2 separate regions of the Bos taurus genome follow, and region 1 is linked to region 2. A link is a contact called in public Hi-C data. All regions are on one chromosome and are shown on one strand. The core of a region is the stretch at or near the end of the contact, and the rest is flanking DNA. Distances in the headings are between cores, read along the strand shown.

Region 1 (3,588 bases), core at 711-3,210, 96 kb before region 2:
TCTCATGGGCTTCCCTGGTGGCTCAGATGGTAAAGAAGCTGCCTACAATGCAGGAGACCTGGGTTCAATCCTTGTGTCAGCAAGATCTCCTGGAGAAGGGAATGGCAATCCACTCCAGTATTCTTGCCTAGAAAATTCCACGGACAGAGGAGCCTGGTGGGCTACAGTCACGAGGCAGCAAAGAGTCAGACACGACTGAGCAACCTTTGTCTCTTGCTTTCCTGCTTCTTCCTGCTTTCCGACAGATGCAGTGCCTGGAGGCGCAGAAGTCCTCTTCTGACTGTGCCGACAACAGCCACAGGTTAAGGGTGGTGCCTGTGGAGGCAAGAAGGCAGCTGGGTCTGTGGGTCTTTGATGACTTCCTGGGCTGGTTATGAGCCCTGAGTTCTTTATGCTTGAATTCCTTGTTATGTAAGAAAAATTAAACCCTTACTGGGTCAAGCCACTGAAATCTGGTTCCTATTACACACAACTGAGTACAGCTCTGATCAATGCTATTCAAATCCTGGCTCCATCATTTTCCACTTGGCTGATGCTCTCTAAAGCTCAGTTTCCTCCTCTACCAAGTGGGTGTTGACAATAGCTGTTCCTGCCTCAGAGGCTTGTTGTAAGGATGAAATGCAATAGACAATCCATGTCAAAATCACAGCGTAACATCTGATTGTGGACGATGTTGATATAAGTTAGGTATTATTAGGGATTTAGCTCTGGCTGCCATCTCCTCTGATGAGCCACTATGTTCTGTCTCTCTGATATTCAAGTTAATACCATCTTTTTAAGATCTAGATGATTAGATGTTTATTAATGTTGGGATAGCATTTGACACATGCTTATTTCCCATCTACTGTATATGTACCCAGTCCATGGACAGATTGCTAAATCAAGAAATAAGGTAGAATAAAAGCTGTTAAATATAATGGGATTATAATCTGAGGGGCTGTTTCTATTTCCAGAGGGACAAAGAAACTGGACTTTTAAAACACTGAAATAAGTTGATTTATTGTACAATGTTGTGTTAGTTTCAGGTATACAGCAAAGTGTGTGTATATATGTGTGTGTGTGTGCATTTTTATATACATAAATATACACATATATGTTTGTATTCTTTTTCACATTCTTTTCCATTATATGTTATTACAAAGTATTGAGCATATGAGTATAATTTCCTGTGCTATACAGCAGGTCTTTGTTGTTTATTTTATATATAGCAGTGTGCTCAGTCATGTCCAACTCTTTGGTTCTGTGAACTATAGCCTGCCAGGCTCCTCTGTCCATGAGATTTCTCAGGCAAAAATATTTGAGTGGGTAGCCATTCCCTTCTCCAGGGGGTCTTCCTGATCCAGGGACTGAACCTGCATATCTTGCATCTCCTGCATTGGCAGGCAGATTCTTTACCACTAGCACCACCAGGGAACGCTCTATATAGTAGTGTGTATCTGTTCATTCCGAATCCCTGATTTATCCCTTCCTCCCCTCTTTCCTCTTTGGTAACCATAGTTTGTTTTCTCTGTCTGTGAGTCTATTTCTGAGAAGCTAGAATCTGCCTGCAATGCGGGAGACGCGGGTTCAATCCCTGGGTTGGGAAGATCCCCTGGAGAAGGGAAAGGCTACTCACTCCAGTATTCTGGCCTCGAGAATTCCATGCACTATACAGTCCATGGGGTCGCAGAGAGTCGGACATGACTGAGCGACTTTCATGTTCTTTCAATCTGTTAATTCTGAATCCCTGATTTATCCCTTCCTCCCCCCTTTCCTCTTTGGTAACCATAGTTTATTTTCTCTGTCTATGAGTCTATTTCTGAGAAGCTAAGCATTTTCAAGGGACACAAACCATGATTTGATCCCAGATCATTTATATTTTACTGAATTAGAGATTTCTCTTCGTTTCCAGGGGCAAGGAATCAAGAGTTCAGCTTGTGACTAAACACACACTTTAGATTATGAAATCTTTTGAAAGCAAGGTTTGTTTATCAGGTGTTGGTGCCATTCAGAAAAACAAGGAAACTTTGGTATTTTCTGTTGTTTATAACCAGAAAATGCTTGCTTATTAACTCTTTTTATGCCAGGATGGGAGGGTAAAATTATGGCAGATGGGCAGCAATTGACTCCACTAATAATCAGAGTTTATTTTAGGCATTTCTTTCACCTTTAGATTGCATTTTTTGGTAACAAATTTTTTTTTTTTTAAATTACAGGCTTTAGGAAACCTAAGTTCTAATTGAAATTCTGTGTTACCTTGAGTTAATTATTTACCTTCTCTGGGCCCTGGTTTCAGAGAAGACTCGTTCATTACTCTGGTAATGAGAAGGACTTTCAGGGATCATGCTTTATGATTCTATGCTATTTCTAACTTTACCAACCTCCCTGGTTATACCCACGATATCCTATTTTATCTACTTCCATTTGTTTGTGACTGTCCTTCCTTTTTTGCTCTCCCAAGCAATATCTTAATTAGATATTAATTAGTCCAATACGCTTCTGTATTCTGTGATTCCATCTCTTTATATCAGACCTTGGAAGAGAGGGACAAATGGATCCAGAAGTTGACAGATGGTCTTGATTATAAACAGAAAGTACATATGTTTTTCCTCTCTATTGCGTCACCACCACCATCATCACAGTCACCACCACCATCACCATCACCACCATCATCACTATCATCTGATAGCTAAATTGTACTGATTAGTTAGTAGATGCCAGGCCCGGTACTATGCACTTAATACATATTTCTGGCCAATGGAGCATATAAGAAAGTCTCTTGGGCTTCTTAGGAAGGATCTACTTATTGCTGTCAAAAAAAGAGGCACTTGAAAAGCAGCAGGTGTTTTTACACTGTGAAGACAGGTCAGGAGAATTCCGGAGTTGCAGGGCCAGATGCCCATCATTGCTAAACAGTTCTGTGGGTTGCCCACCCCAGGCTGCTTGTTAACAGAAAAATAAATACATGATTTAAGCCACTGCTGGTCAAGTTTTCTGTCTCCTGTAAGCAAAAACATTCAAACTGATATAAATGACTATGTGCCAGACACCAAGTCTTTTATGGTCATCATCCCATTTAATGTCACAGCAATTCTAAGAGCAGTAAGAAATGGCAGCTCTGCCATTTCCCTAATTTTAGAGATGAGGAAACAAGTTGAAAAAGCTTATGTACCACATCTAAGGCACAGACTGTTAGTGACTCTCTGATGATGCCCTGTCTTCCCTGGAGGCCCTGAGTCACCTGTAGTTGGGGAGTGTCAGTATCATATCCTCATACCTCTAAGTAGCAGGTGGATCTCCATAAAGTTGGTGGGATGATTATTGAGTGAATGCTCTGCTTTTCATTTCCAGTTCATTCCACACTCTTTTTCATGTTGGCCTCACGTCAATACAAGGATCACCATCAAGGGATGGTGTTTGTTAATAAAACATTCTATTTTCCAGTGTTTCCAAATAGGCATAAAGGATTAAGAAATAAAAACTCCAAATAGTCATTTATATCATCAACAGTATTGCCATTTCATTTTATGTTCTTAGGGGAACTGCTTAGATTAGGAACACTCAGGCATCAAGACTCGCGAGATTCATAAATTCTGTCTCAAATCTTTG
Region 2 (3,602 bases), core at 418-2,917:
ATTCTAAAGGAGATCAGTCCTGGGTGTTCTTTGAGGGAATGATGCTGAAGCTGAAACTCCAGTACTTTGGCCACCTCATGCGAAGAGTTGAGTCACTGGAAAAGATTCTGATGCTGGGAGGGATTGGGGGCAGGAGGAGAAGGAGATGACAAAGGATGGGGTGGCTGGATGGCATCACCGACTGGATGGACAAGAGTTTGGGTGAACTCTGGGAGTTGGTGATGGACAGGGAGGCCTGGCGTGCTGCAATTCATGGGGTTGCAAAGAGTCGGTCACGACTGAGCAACTGAACTGAACTGAACTGAAGATCCCTCTTCTCGTTTGGGATTCAGTGTAGGAAGTGGAGACAGTCTATGAGAGATGGAGAACTTCACAGAGAGCCTGTGAATGGGAATCTATCAATGGCAAGAGAGGGAAACCTGCCTCCCCTTGGTAGGGGATGGTCTTCATTACACCTGTTGAGTCTGAGACCCAGTGGAGTGGGACAGATAAAAACTGGCCAAGCACTCCCATGTGCCACATCATATCTCCCACGGGCCATCTAGTTCAGTCTTGCACATAGCCCTGCGAGGATTACCATGGCCATATTATTGCTGAGGAAACTAAAGTTAAGCAGGTTATCCCACGGTGTAACAGTTTAATGAGTGGTGGAGCCAGGATTCAAACACTTACAGTGTGTCCAGAACAAAATGAGGCAATCTGACTTTTAGCCACCGGGCTATGTTGACATAACTGGATATGCTGCCTCATCCAAGTCACAGTTTACTTGAGTCTAGGATTTTGCTCTCCCACAGAGGAGGAAATCCTCTGGGATTTCAAGACTAGTGGGGTAGGAGTCTAACTGCCTGGGGAGATGTGGGCTGGGGTTCAGCTAGGGTTTGGGGTGCTTGACCATCTAGTGCCTATGCAGCAAAGGAACTTATACTTAAATATGGAGAGTTGTGTTTGCAGTTGCCACGTGGCCTCTTCTTTGGAAAGTTACCCTCATACCTTGCAATGATAACCTCGAGCCCCACTACTGATTATTCTTTGCTTTATCTGGAGAAAAATTGTTTTTGAGAACAATTAGTTTATCCTACAGGGTGTGCATGCATGCTCAGTCACATCTGACTGTTTGCAACCCTATGGACTGTAACCCACCAGGCTCCTCTGTCCATGGGATTCTCCAGGCAAGAATAATGGAGAGGGTTGCCATGCCCTCCTTCAGGGCATCTTCTCGACCCAGGAATCAAACCTGCATCTCCTGCGTCTTCTTCACTGCAGGTGGATTCTTTACCACTGAGCCACAAGGGAAGCCTTTATCCTAAAGGGTAATCCCCTATAAACCTTTCCCACTGACTTATAGAAAATCTAGACATTTTTTATAGGAAAAGAAGGATGGGAATGGAGGACACTGGACAGTTCTACTCATAAGAATTCTGCACATTTCCCTATGGTTACAGGAATTATTCCATTCTACTTTGTTGTAGACCTTGGGAATTTTGTATATCAGGTTAGATTCTAGGAAGGACCCAAGGTTGCATTTTTATTTAATGCTCTCTGGCTACTTTCTCTCATGGAAGTAACTGTAATAAGTGAACCCCAGTGCCTGCTGTTATTCACCCTGGGCAAACTTTGGCATCTGATAACATGTCAAACCCCACGAGGTGGACATGCTGGCCAGCAGTGCCCTGTTGCTTCACCTCAGGTGGCCTCATCCCAGAGAAACTGGTTCGGATTAGCCAACCTGTCTGCTATGCAGGACAGGTGGGCTCCGAGTCTTTCAACCAGTTAGTCAGTTGATCAACAGTACTTCTTAAGCAAAACTGACCAAATAAGACATTCAAAGCATGTCTGAAAGCAAGGTTTATGCCTTCAGAAGATTGGGAGGCTCTGGTCAGGGAGAAGATGCACATGTGTGTGTCTGAGCACGCACACAGACACACACATGGTCCTAGTATACAATCGGAAGATGCCATGAACATAGCATGTGGACAAATGGGAAAGTTAAAAAGGAAAGTATGAACCTGGCCATGGAGGGAGATTGAAACAGTGTCTGTTGCAGAAGGCAGATGACTTGTTAAATAAAACCTTGAGGAGTGGGGAGAACCAAAGCAGGTTCAGCCTCCACTGACTTGTTTCAAGTAAAACCAGTGGTTCTGGGAGTAGTCTATAGATCCAGGCCAGTTCTGGGGTGGTGGTGAGGACGTTGAATCCCTAGCCCTTTAGTGACAAAACTAAAGCTTCTTAAAGGCAGGAAAAAAATCTGACTCACCAGGTTATCCTAAGCATCCTATTCTACATAGCATTTCTGGTATATGGCAGGCACCCAGTGGATTTTTGATGAAGGACTAAATTGATCCCTGCATCATCCTTAGCATCTGCCCAGGAACTCCTGTATGTACCACTGAAGCTCAAGTAGTAGCAGTGTGACTGATGGAGAAGAGTTAAGGTGAAATGTGAGACAAGAAAGAGAAGCTGCTCTATAAAGCAATCACATCAGCCTAATTTTGGTCTCTATGTACATTTTTTCTTAAAAGCCTAGTATAAGTAGCTTTATTTCCTTATCTTCTTATAAGCAGATGTAATATTCTTTCTTTTTTCTCCAGGAAGGTTTAAAGTCTTACACAGGGTTCCGCATGGTGATTAAAATACAATCTGTGTTTCCTGTTTGGAGCCTTGATGCAAGACTATTTTTTCTCATAACTTAGACAAAACTATATAAACCACCACCCCTCAACTCATGTCTCAGTATTTTATTTGCTGCATTTGATGAAAAAACTCAGCTTTAGAATATCTAGACCATGGATCCTCTTTTTATTTTTAGAAACCAAAAACTGAAATTGAAACATATGATCATGGTGGTCTGAGCTCTCTCTAAATAGGAGGAACATTGACTCAGGAAGACTAAGGTAGGAAGTCCATGGTGTCTGGATTTACTAGAAATGGAAATGGAGGCAAATGACTCCCGGGTCTCCAGATTCCATTGCTCATGGGCAGCAGGTAGACGGTTCATATGGCATATTTCAGAAAGCTGGCATTGTCCTAAGAAGCAGACACATGGACGGCATGATGTGGTGCAAAAAGGAACAGGTTTGGAAATGAAACAAACCTGAGTTTAAAAATAAGTGTGGCCTTGGTCAAATTCTTTTATGTCTCTGAGCCTCAGTTAGCTCATCTGCAAAAAGGAATAACAAAACTCATCTCACCAGATGTTGAGTAATTAGAGACAACACAAGCTACAATTGTGACATGTACTAGACATTCAAAAAATGGTAGCTTCTATTTTTGATTGACATCTTGTCACCAGAATGAAGAGACATTTTTCTTATTTCCTGATACCCTTTTTTGGAACAAAATACAGTGGAAATTAAAAAAGAACATAATCAAGCAAATTTTGGGGTACACATGGTACACTGATGGATACAAAAATTTTTAAAGGACACAAATTTGTAAAATGATGATTTCTAAATTTCCACACCACTTAGATGTATATTAATTTTTATGTAAATCACTTATTGACAAACAATTGAACAAATTACCTTTTAATTTTACTTTTATTGGAGTGTAATGTTAACACAGAAAAGTACACATAGGAGCAGAAGGCTCAGTACACTTTTACA

Evidence for each region. A called contact is a pair of places that touch in the nucleus more often than the background predicts.
Region 1: a contact with region 2 is called in a Hi-C map of liver, with 1.6 times the contacts expected there. The contact joins two enhancer-like sites.

The regions. Positions count from the first base shown.
Region 1 is chr5:67,015,888-67,019,475 of ARS-UCD2.0, reverse strand. All of the region lies in intron 6 of C5H12orf42 (chromosome 5 C12orf42 homolog), which reads left to right. Among named protein-coding and RNA genes, the nearest start is that of C5H12orf42, 140 kb to the left of the region's middle. Within about 2 kb of position 1,960, at least 1 of the 102 cell types and tissues checked has an H3K27ac peak or open chromatin away from gene starts, as enhancers often do. A contact at or near this core is called in liver, where this site is marked.
Region 2 is chr5:66,919,321-66,922,922 of ARS-UCD2.0, reverse strand. All of the region lies in intron 20 of C5H12orf42 (chromosome 5 C12orf42 homolog), which reads left to right. Among named protein-coding and RNA genes, the nearest start is that of ASCL1, 190 kb to the right of the region's middle. Within about 2 kb of position 1,667, at least 1 of the 102 cell types and tissues checked has an H3K27ac peak or open chromatin away from gene starts, as enhancers often do. A contact at or near this core is called in liver, where this site is marked.